Regions from separate parts of the Astyanax mexicanus genome. Here region 1 is linked to region 2. The links are chromatin contacts, called in public Hi-C maps. All regions are on one chromosome and are shown on one strand. Each heading gives the region's core, a stretch centred on a gene start, on an enhancer-like site or on the middle of the called end of the contact. The rest is flanking DNA. Distances are from core to core; before and after follow the strand shown. Region 1 holds the start of dglucy (D-glutamate cyclase). Region 2 has its middle 11 kb from the start of slc24a4a.

What was found. A called contact is a pair of places that touch in the nucleus more often than the background predicts.
Region 1: a Hi-C map of muscle shows a contact between it and region 2, with 9 times the contacts expected there. The contact joins the promoter of dglucy here to the enhancer-like site in region 2. A contact is called at or near these places in 2 of 3 Hi-C or Micro-C datasets (both in muscle).

What each region holds. Positions count from the first base shown.
Region 1 is chr14:23,392,355-23,397,507 of AstMex3_surface, reverse strand. dglucy (D-glutamate cyclase) reads right to left here and starts at 1,874. Exons shown (of 13, transcript XM_007252548.4): 1 at 1,470-1,874. slc24a4a (solute carrier family 24 member 4a) reads right to left here. Exons shown (of 17, transcript XM_049463548.1): 17 at 3,045-5,153.
Region 2 is chr14:23,332,431-23,337,796 of AstMex3_surface, reverse strand. No RefSeq gene overlaps it. Among protein-coding and RNA genes, the nearest start is that of slc24a4a, 11 kb to the left of the region's middle. Within about 2 kb of position 1,731, the one cell type or tissue checked has an H3K27ac peak away from gene starts, as active enhancers do.

The DNA of each region.
Region 1 (5,153 bases), core at 625-3,124, 60 kb before region 2:
GTCATATTGAACTCCTAACAACATGCTCAATTTCAGCTTTAGAATAGTAGCGTTACAGCACTTATATTGTACCTCTACAACAACTTCATTCCACTTTAAATAGCATCTAATTTATATTGTATGGCAGCTTCATTACAGCTTAAATTGTGCAACATTTATATTAAATCTAAACATGTTCATTCTATTTTATTGTTGGAGACTTCATAATGAACAACTAACTAAATGATGTATTCCACCCTTTAATGGTAAATTATTTATATTGGACCAACTAAAGTTCATTTTATTCCCACTTTAAGTCATACGGTATTTATACTTTAGAGGTAAGTTACCTCTTAAATGTGCTATAATTAATTTGAATACCTAAACAAACTACACAATTCATTATGCCTAAAACGGTGCAGCAGCTATCACAGAATGTTCCGTTCCACCTTAAACTGTGCAGCAGCTATCACAGAATGTTCCGTTCCACCTTAAATGGTGCAGCAGCTATCGCACAATGTTCCGTTCCACCTTAAATGCTGCTGCAGCTATCACACGCATCGTTCCGTTCCATCTTAAACGGTGTTGCAGTTACAGTGAACTTCTTGCTAGGTTAGCTAAGCTAAATGTTTCGTTCCACCTTAAACGGTGCAGCAGCTATCGCACAATGTTCGGTTCCACCTAAAAATGGTGCAGCAGCTATCGAACAATGTTCCGTTCCACCTTAAATGCTGCTGCAGCTATCACACGCATCGTTCCGTTCCATCTTAAACGGTGTTGCAGTTACAGTGAACTTCTTGCTAGGTTAGCTAAGCTAAATGTTTCGTTCCACCTTAAACGGTGCAGCAGCTATCGCACAATGTTCGGTTCCACCTAAAAATGGTGCAGCAGCTATCGAACAATGTTCCGTTCCACCTTAAATGCTGCTGCAGCTATCACACGCATCGTTCCGTTCCATCTTAAACGGTGTTGCAGTTACAGTGAACTTCTTGCTAGGTTAGCTAAGCTATATGTTTCGTTCCACCTTAAACGGTGCAGCAGTTATAGTGAACTTCTTGCTAGGTTAGCTAACTAGTTAAATGTTTACTTGAACCTTAAATCGAGCCAGTAGTTTATGTTGAACGCTTGTCATTTTTACGCGTTTAATAAGTTGGTGAACAGGAAGCTAGCTAGCTAACCTCACTAACTTCTGTAACTAGCTGTTAGCTCTGTCTCTTAGTAGCGCTTCTAGCTAACCTGTAAAACTGAAACTAAAATAGAAAGTAAAACTGAAGTGAGGTGTGCGTTCCTGATGTGAATCTTGAACAGCCTTTAAATACTGCTGTAGAATTATATCAGTAACGTTAGGAGATAATACAATGTTTAACGCAGCTAGATAACGTTATAAACTCCCTCTATTTCCACAACAATCAGACTCTCTGAAGTTTGAGACCTAAATAAACAAAAATGACGGTGAACACAGGGAAATGAGGAGATCTGTAGGGTCTAACCTTTAGCCCAGCTGTCCAGGGAGGTCTGAGGGAGATCGGTTTGTAGAAATGAGATCCAAATGACTTCTACATCTGTAAACCTCCTGCGCTCACTTTTAAATGATCATAATTATAGTCTTTATGCAGAAATGATGAATACATCCTCTGACACGTAGCGTCAGCGTTCGCTAGCTAACCTAGCGGATCCAGGCAGGAAACGTTAGCGTAGCTACTAGATTTCTTGCACCCAGAAGCACAGTAACGTTAATTCATCCAGCGGTTGCCTCTTATGGTACTGCAGGACATGCTCTGATGGCTCCTATGGTCTAGTTACTGACCCAGACAGAGCATTTAGTCGATCACTCAGATAACCTTGGAAAACATTGTTTAAAATGGCTCGAGATGTGCCACCACACAAAACCACAGAGTGGCGATAAAGTAACACATTGAGTATCAAACTGTAATGCTGTCCATGCACTACGCGACTTTAAATAGACTCTGAAAAGACCCTCTTAATCTAAAGACTAGTAACAGACTTTATTTTACAATGGGGATTTGGGGATCACTAATTACAAGACTGCAACTAGATTATTTCTGAGTTTGCCTGTACATATTAGCTATATATTACGTTACAAATAATGTGTATATCAATACTGTGATTTATCAGAGACTCAACAGTTTATTTTTCTGCCACACTGTTAGTTCTAACGATTAATTTGATAAATAATCTGTCAATTATTTTTTATTTATTAAAAGGAAAAATGCAAATTTTGATTCCCATAATTTTATTTAATAAACCAAGCTTGTAGTAACGTTGTATAAGGAATTGTATAAGGAACACACTACCATTATTAAATATTTTAGTCTTCACATGAATAATTAACCTTATATTAGGTTACAATATTAACATTAATATAAACTTCCTGTTTTTTATGACAATAGACCAAAAGTATAACCAAAGGGTCTTTCCTAATGTGTCCATTTTTGCAATTCTGACACAAATTTAGCGCTTGGTTTTGAAAATGTAAATGATTGTGTATTCTTTTTCAATAATGAGATCAAGTGCAGTGAAATGTAATGTAATAGTGGTTTTGCATTTCATTTCGGCACGTATTCTGAAAAAGCAATGCATCTTGTAGATTGAATTTACATTTTTCCACGGTAGTGTTTACTTTTTAATTTGGCACTAATTCCTGTGCATACATTAGGGGGTAGCCACTGTACTTGTGTGTATAAAAACATAGACTCAACTAATCGATTATTAAATTATTAGCTAACAGTTTTAATATTTGATTTGAATCGATTTGTTGTTGCAGCTCTAATTTAAAATCTCCACTGGTGACAGACAAGCCAAGACTGCAGGCAGACCAGTCTAATCCGTGTTCCCTCTTCACATGTATGTAATCACTGTATTGTTAAAAAATGTGCAGAAAAAGATGTCACCTTGAAGGCAGCATATGTTGCAATAAGATCTCCATGTACTTTCCGTTATTAAATCTGCATTACACAACCCCATGCTATGACACCCTGCTGATTATAGTCTGTATGGTCCCATTACATTTTTATACTAGAAACACACTCCAAACCATACACCGCTTATAAACTGTAGAATTTATTTAGTTCTCCATACAATTTTCTAATGATTCAAATATCAATGTACATATTTTTTCTCCTCTTCAGATTATTGCTTTACAGTAAAATGCATTGGTTGGATACATCCATTGATAGCAAGACAAATACATTCAAGTTAAACACCAATGTCATATGTTGAAGTTCTTTATATCTTAATCCTTTAACAGCGGCTTGGAAGAAGAATTCCGCATATCATTCCTCTCACAGTGCAGCAGGTCAGTCACTCTGAAAGCAGTTGTATGTGTTTTTACACTGAACCAGAAAACAAAGTGGGTGCAAGTGTATTTATTTACGTTATACAGAAAAGGTTGCCTTTGGAACACCAGGATTTCTTCATTGATAAAATGTCTGATTATCAAGTAAAAAACGATGGAATCACAATTTAACTAAACTTATCACACTCAAGAGTTGTACAGTTTGTCAGTTCATGTCTCCTATTCACCACATTGACTCGTATTGACTTTTATCCACAGTGCAGGCTAGAAAAAGTAAGCGATGGGTTAAAGAGAATGAGATTGGAAGTGTGGGTTCCACAGGAGTTATTTCTAAGAAATAAAGGCACACAACGCCTTGTTACTAACAAATCTGTTCTTTCCCAGGCAGATGGATGATTGTGAACTATGCTTCAATGTAAACAGCTTCTAGAAAACCTTAAAATATGTTAAGCTGTAAAAGGCAACCAAAGCTGGAGCAAACATCAATCCACAGTTAGAAAGATCTCTACAAGTTGAGAAAAAAGACTGTGAGGGTGGCACTCAAATAGTAAAACATTTTACAAAAAAATGTTGTGTGTCCTCTACAATAATGATGTTTATGGAATGACGCCACAAAGGAAGCTTCTGCTGTCCAAAAAGGACATTTCGGCTGATCTGACACCTGGACGTTCCATAATGCTTAATTAAAAATGTTTTCCAGAAATGTTCTGCGGTAAAGGAATGATCCAAAACGACCCAAAAATGATTTCTTAAAATTGTGCGAATTGGGTTATTATCTAAAGGTTATTCAATTTAAATGTTCACATACTTTTCTAGCCTGCGCTGTGGATGTTTACTCAATGTGCTTAATAAAAACATGAACAGTAAAAAAAAGTGAGTGTTTGTATTTTTTAGTTTACATTGTATTAATAACCAGTGCAGAAATTCAAGTAATTCCAAAGGTTTCACTTACTTTTTCTATCGGCTGTTTTTGTGTGTATTTATTTGTGCATGTGTGTGCCTTCATGCATGGACACAGAGTGCAGTCAAGTTTAAAGCATCTTCCTTCAACTTAAAGTGTCTCTTCTGAAGAGGTATATAGTGGGTTTTTTGTTCTGTGCATAACAAAGACTTCTGTTCATGTCAGAGTGCTATTACCACAGGCGACAAAGACTCCTAAGCCTCCTAAGTGGCACTTTTCCCCCGAAAGGAATAAAACAATAATGTGGTCACTCAGGAGGCAGTACAGTTTATAAAACAGTGAGTCAAAAATACTCATCTCTCCATTCAAATAGAAGAATAATAATCGTAACGATAAACAGGCAATAGCACAGGACTGATTGACTCCTGAATAGAGCAAGGAGCAACACAAATAGCCTATCTACAGTGATTTGGTATGATTCATATATATATATGTACTCTCAGATATGAATAAGAGCCTGCTCTCTGTTGTTACCAAATGAGCAGATTTTTGGCTAAATTACAAAATAAAGAAGCAAAGTATAGTGCATAATAGAAAAGCAAGTTTGTAAGTACTAATGTGCGTAATAGAATGAAAATTTAGATCTCTAAAAAAAAAAAAAAAAATCAAATGAATAAAGAAACTTTCCACTGAAAAATGGTGCTTTGAATTTGAATAATTAGAAATAGACAAGTGGTTGCATATAAAGTTAACTCTACACAATGCTTGCCAAAAACAGGGGTTGGTACAATGTATTTTTACATGTTTTAGGCCAACAGAGGTGTAACAGTGTAGCTCTCGGTTCGGTGTATGTAGTCACGATACTCGATACATGGTAATCATGATTGGATTATTTTATGAAAAAAGAACTGTAAACTGAGTAAAGGTGATTACAGGGGGTTCTTGTACATAAGTGTT
Region 2 (5,366 bases), core at 482-2,981:
GAACTGATGTGAGTGTGTACTGTACTGATATGAATCCATGTCATTACTGATTTTACCACTTCATGATGGGTAAATTTCATTACATTGGATTACTGATCACAAAGTGGGCTTCATACACAGTTCCACCGAGCTGCCACTGTTAGGCCCCAACCAAAGCAAGGCCCTTCACCCTCTTTCTTGCAGGGGAAGGGCAGCACGGCTGGACCCGCACTTTGAGCGTGAGGTTTAATTTGGTATATACAAACAGAAAAACATGAGAGAAAAAATAAGAGACCACTTAAAATTATGAGTTTCTTTGATTGTACCAAATAAAAAACCTCTGGAATATAATCAAGAGGAAGATGGATGATCAGAAACCATCAAACCAAGCTGAACGCTTGAATTTTTGCACCAGGAGTGGCATGAAGTTATCCAAAAGCAGAGTGTAAGACTGGTGGAAGAACATATCAGATGCATAAAAACTGTGATTAAAAACCAGGGTAATTCCACTAAATATTGATTTCTGAACTGATTTCTGCATCTGTGTTGTTATTTCAGTATTTCATTAGTTTAAAGAATAAAGCAACAATGTTCATTTTACTCAAACATTTACCTATAAATAGCAAAATCAGAGAAACTGATTCAGAAACTGAAGTGGTCTCTTAATTTTTTTTTTCCAGAGCTGTATATAGACAGTAATGATCTTACTGCTCTGGTACACTGGTCTTACACTCTTAAAAACAATTATCAAATCAAGTAATGCTTGCTTATTTAATTGAGAAGGTGAGTACAGCCCAATATTTTGTGTTTCTTATATTCAGAATTTTCAGAAGGTAAAGGTAAATTTATGTAATTTCAGCATTCACTAGAATGGAGCACACTTAATAAGTTATTTTAGGACTTGTCTGGGACAACACGTGATGCAAAATGCTGGTGTAAAACAAACTGTAATAACTGCTTTTAACTTAAAGTAAATTCTAGTTAAAATAATACTCACAAAATACAATTATTTTTCTGCTGTTATTAAATAACTGATCTGCATACTAGGCATTTACTCCCTTAGTCACCATCACTGTGAAGATGCTTCTTATTCTTTTTTTTTAAGTCGACTTGATCACTCTTCTATGTAGTTCATATTTAGCTAAGTATTTTATTTAGTGTATTTTATTTAGTGTACTGTATATTCAAGCAATGTTATACAAGTAAAAAAAAAACAGTAGTTCAACTGAGGTTCCTGAAGAACAGGTGGATAAAATGGCTAATTTTATGGCTAATGTGAAAAAACATAACCATTTATAAACCATCATTTACGGTCCAGTGGCCTCAGCCTTTTAGTTTCCCTTCACACAGATACACAGACACACACACACACACACACACACATTCACTTGCATCAACAAACTAAAGGCCCATTCTTCAGCCCATACTGTAACTAATGTTATTTATGGCAAAAGCAACAGACAAAATGAAACAGTGCCGCTCCTGTGCTTCCTGTGGCCTCAAATGCAAAGCAATCTAAACCAGTTAGTTCCGTAAAAACCCCACTACACTGCACCCCTCACCACCCCACCCAGCACAGCCCAGCACACAACAGCAACACATACTCCCGTGTGACGGCCTTACCAGCTTCAAACGGTGCGAGTAATTATCAATAATGGAATGTGATGATTAAATTTTAAAGGTCTGGCTAATTGAATGGGATGTAATGTGGCGAGCAGCTCTCGTTGGGGGTACTGTGCTGCTATAGGCTCGATGTCTGCCAGCAGGGAGCGTCAGGCCTTGGCTCGGCCTCGCTTCAGCCGGCGCTGCTGAGCCGCTTGTTACATTAACATGGAGCTTCTGTGACAGAGCCGGCATTAGGGACAAAGTAAGAGGATTAGCTGATGGACATTTCTGGCATGCCTGGTCAATTATGAAAATGAAAATGGTCAAAAGGGTCAAGGCTGGCATACTCTCTGTGTCGCAAAATCTACTCCTGCCATACAAATACACATGCAAGCACGCAGATGCACCGATAGGCCTGCTCTCTCAGACACACACACACACACACACACACAGGTTATTGTAGTTCAGTATGGGGAAAAAATTGGGCACATACGGAGGAAGATTGTAGGTGGTGTTGTTATTTGACCGTGGATTGTGTGGATTATCCTGATTTTTAATTTCACTGTTGCTTAACAAAGTAAACTTCTGCAACTTGCAACAATTCATAGAAATTAACTAAACTATTACTCCCTAGATTTCTTCCCATGCACATCATGTCTTCCATTTCACATCAAGGTAACTACAGGCCTGTTTACACCTGGCATTAACATGCGCTTTTAGTGATCGCATCATGTTTAGATTTCACTTTACCGCATGAAAAACCTTGCATTAATGAGGTCAGGATGTTGGAGCCCTGGATAAACCCCCTGTACTGCCACTGCTCCCCTGCTCATACTTCTCACTGAGAGATCTAGATAATTAGGTCTAATCACGTCTAGCGAATAATAATAATATTATTATTATTATTAATAATATTATTGCTCCTTCTTTTATTGAATATATGACCTTACTAAAAGGTCACAGCTACTTATTTCTCAAAGATTTGATTCTCAATTGATTTAATTGATATGACTGCCTATTGAGCGGTGGAACTCTTTAAAGGAGAAATCCAGTGTGAACTGAACATGGGTAACATGATAATGAGTTTGAACTTTCGTTGAATAGCTCATCTCTGTTCACCTCCAGCATTATGAAATACAGCACTTTTAATTCTCTGGATGCCACCATGTTGTAATGAAGTCACAATATGTTGACTGACAAGCACAAATTAATAGGGGGGATAGGGGAACAGATTGCAAAATTAATTCTACACTCTAAAAGGTGATTTTGTGTTTTAGTCAGAAGAACTAACATTATCAAGTTGAGGGAAATTAACAGTCAGTACAACTCAATAAAATGAGTTCAGAGAACTTCAACCTGAAAACTTAAAAATGCTTATTGACGCAATAAAAAAATGTGATTTCAACCAACTTTTAGTAAACTACATGTCAATGCTCTTTTTATAGTGTTGGTTCATTCAGCTTTATCATAATGCTCCCGGCAACATATATTTGCATAGTGGCTGTGGCTGCAGCGAGACGTACTTGTCTCCTTTACTTACCATCTTTGTGTTGTCTGTTGCCGAAGGCTACCTTATCCTAGGCATTAATTAGGATAATTTCTTATGTCTGCAATACTTAAAAAAATGTGTTACGTTTTAAACTGTTGTGGTATGAACAAAACTCAGTTAAGTTGAATAAATTTAACTGATTCAAGTTATCATCTAGCTTTGACTCAGTCAAGTTGAAAAAAAAACTTAAAATTGTTTATATTTACAACTTAACTGAGTCAAATCTAAATGATAACTTGACTGAGTTAAGCTGAGCCAATAAATATTTTTTTTAGTCTATCAACTAGTTGAGCTTGTTAGCGTAAAATAGCCATTTCTTTGCATGCACTGATGAAAAAAAAATGGCTTAACTTAACTCAGTCATTATTTTGCTTTGACTTAGTTAAGTTGTACATATATACAATTTTAAGTTTACTAAACCAATCTTGATGCAACACTAGGTGATAAGCTGAACCAGTTAAGTTTATTCAACTCGGAACACAAAACATAGATAACTTGCTTTTACAGCTTAAAACACTGAGGCCTGGCAATCAACACATCTTGCACTAATGCACGCCTAGGATAAGGAAGCTTTGGGCAACAGACAACACAAAGATGGTAAGTAAGAGAGGGGCCTCACCCAATATGCAAATATATGGTGCCAGGAGCATCATGGGAAAGCTAAATAAACCAACACTATAGAAAGAGCATTGACAGAGCAGTGTCGTATAACTAAAAGTTGTTTGAAATCACATTTTTTCATTGGCTCAATAAGCATTTTAAAGTTTTTTTTTAGGTTGAAGTTCTCTGAACTCATTTTATTGAGTTGTACTGACTGTTAATTTCACTCAACTTGATAATGTTAGGTCTTCTGACTAAAACACAAAATCACCTTTTAGAGTGTAGAATTAATTTTGCAATCTGTTCCCCTATCCCACCTATTAGTTTGTGCTTGTCATATTTTTTATTGGTTCAACAAGTTTTCAGGTTGAAGTTTTCTCAACTCAATTTACTCAACTTGATAATATTAGTTCTTCTGAATAAAACACAAAATCACTTTTTAGAGTGTGGCCAAGGTCAGTCCTACTTTCTTCCTTCCAGATTTGACGCATTATATGTGGGGAAGAGATCTGTCTGTAGCAGAAGGGAACTGGAACTGGATTACAATTGAGAATAAATCTTTAAACTACGCTGCATAAATACACAAAGGTGAGTATAGGAGTTATTAAAGCAAAACTGAAAGATGTTTTTTTGAATAACTATATATTTCCACACTCCTGTGTGGAAACTGAACTTCTGAACAACAAAAACATTTTCCATAGCCTTGAAAAATGTATTACACGCACTGGAGGGAGCATCATCTGCACCAATGTATTTTTTTCCTTGTGGTCACGCCAGAGTTCTCCCAGCAAATAAAAGCACTATTTTTCTGCGTACCTTGGCCTATATTTCTACCTTAGCGCTGTATGACAGAGAGAAATGGAGCGTGAAACAGAGTCTAACTAACCCTGAAACACATGAGTCTAACAGACGACCAGCAGAACACCGCATGTCTGCACAGCCCAGCCTCACCCAACCACACTACACACCTCGTCTATTATCACAGAAGACCTCAATTACCCACAGGCACAGCTCTCTATGGATCAGTACGCTGCTCGATATCGTACAGCATTAAACTCAACTCAATTAAGTTGTCTATAGCGTGACCTTATAGCCAAAGCATATATACCGGTGCGTCTCATGTGGTTTCAATTCTCCCTGCACCGCAGCTCCTCTAAATGCCACTGTCACCCTAGAAAGCATATTTTCCTTTCTTCCAGTCATCCTTATACTGCTAAAAGCAAACGGGGTGGAAAATGGAGAAACAGTGGGATAGGTCACAGACATTCAGTTGCACTGTGTATGGTTCCTGTTCCTCATCTCTTGGCTGAAACCGAGACCTACAGGAACAGTTCAACAACAACAACAGCAACAACAAATCCTCTTTACCTTAGATAGAAGCGTTGGTATCTGATGTTTGAAGTGTAGCTATCACATAATTAAAGCTGATACCCAACCAGTTATCATCATAAACTACAGTACAATACTGTTAACTGGTTAATTAATATTTAAAAAGAACACAAAAATGCTGTTCCAAATTGTTATGCAGAATCCATTTTTTAAAGCATCGAATTAGTCATAACGACATTTATTTTTAATTTTAAACAGAAATTAAACAGTTATTTGCTGAATGGATGGATAATAAAAAAAGATC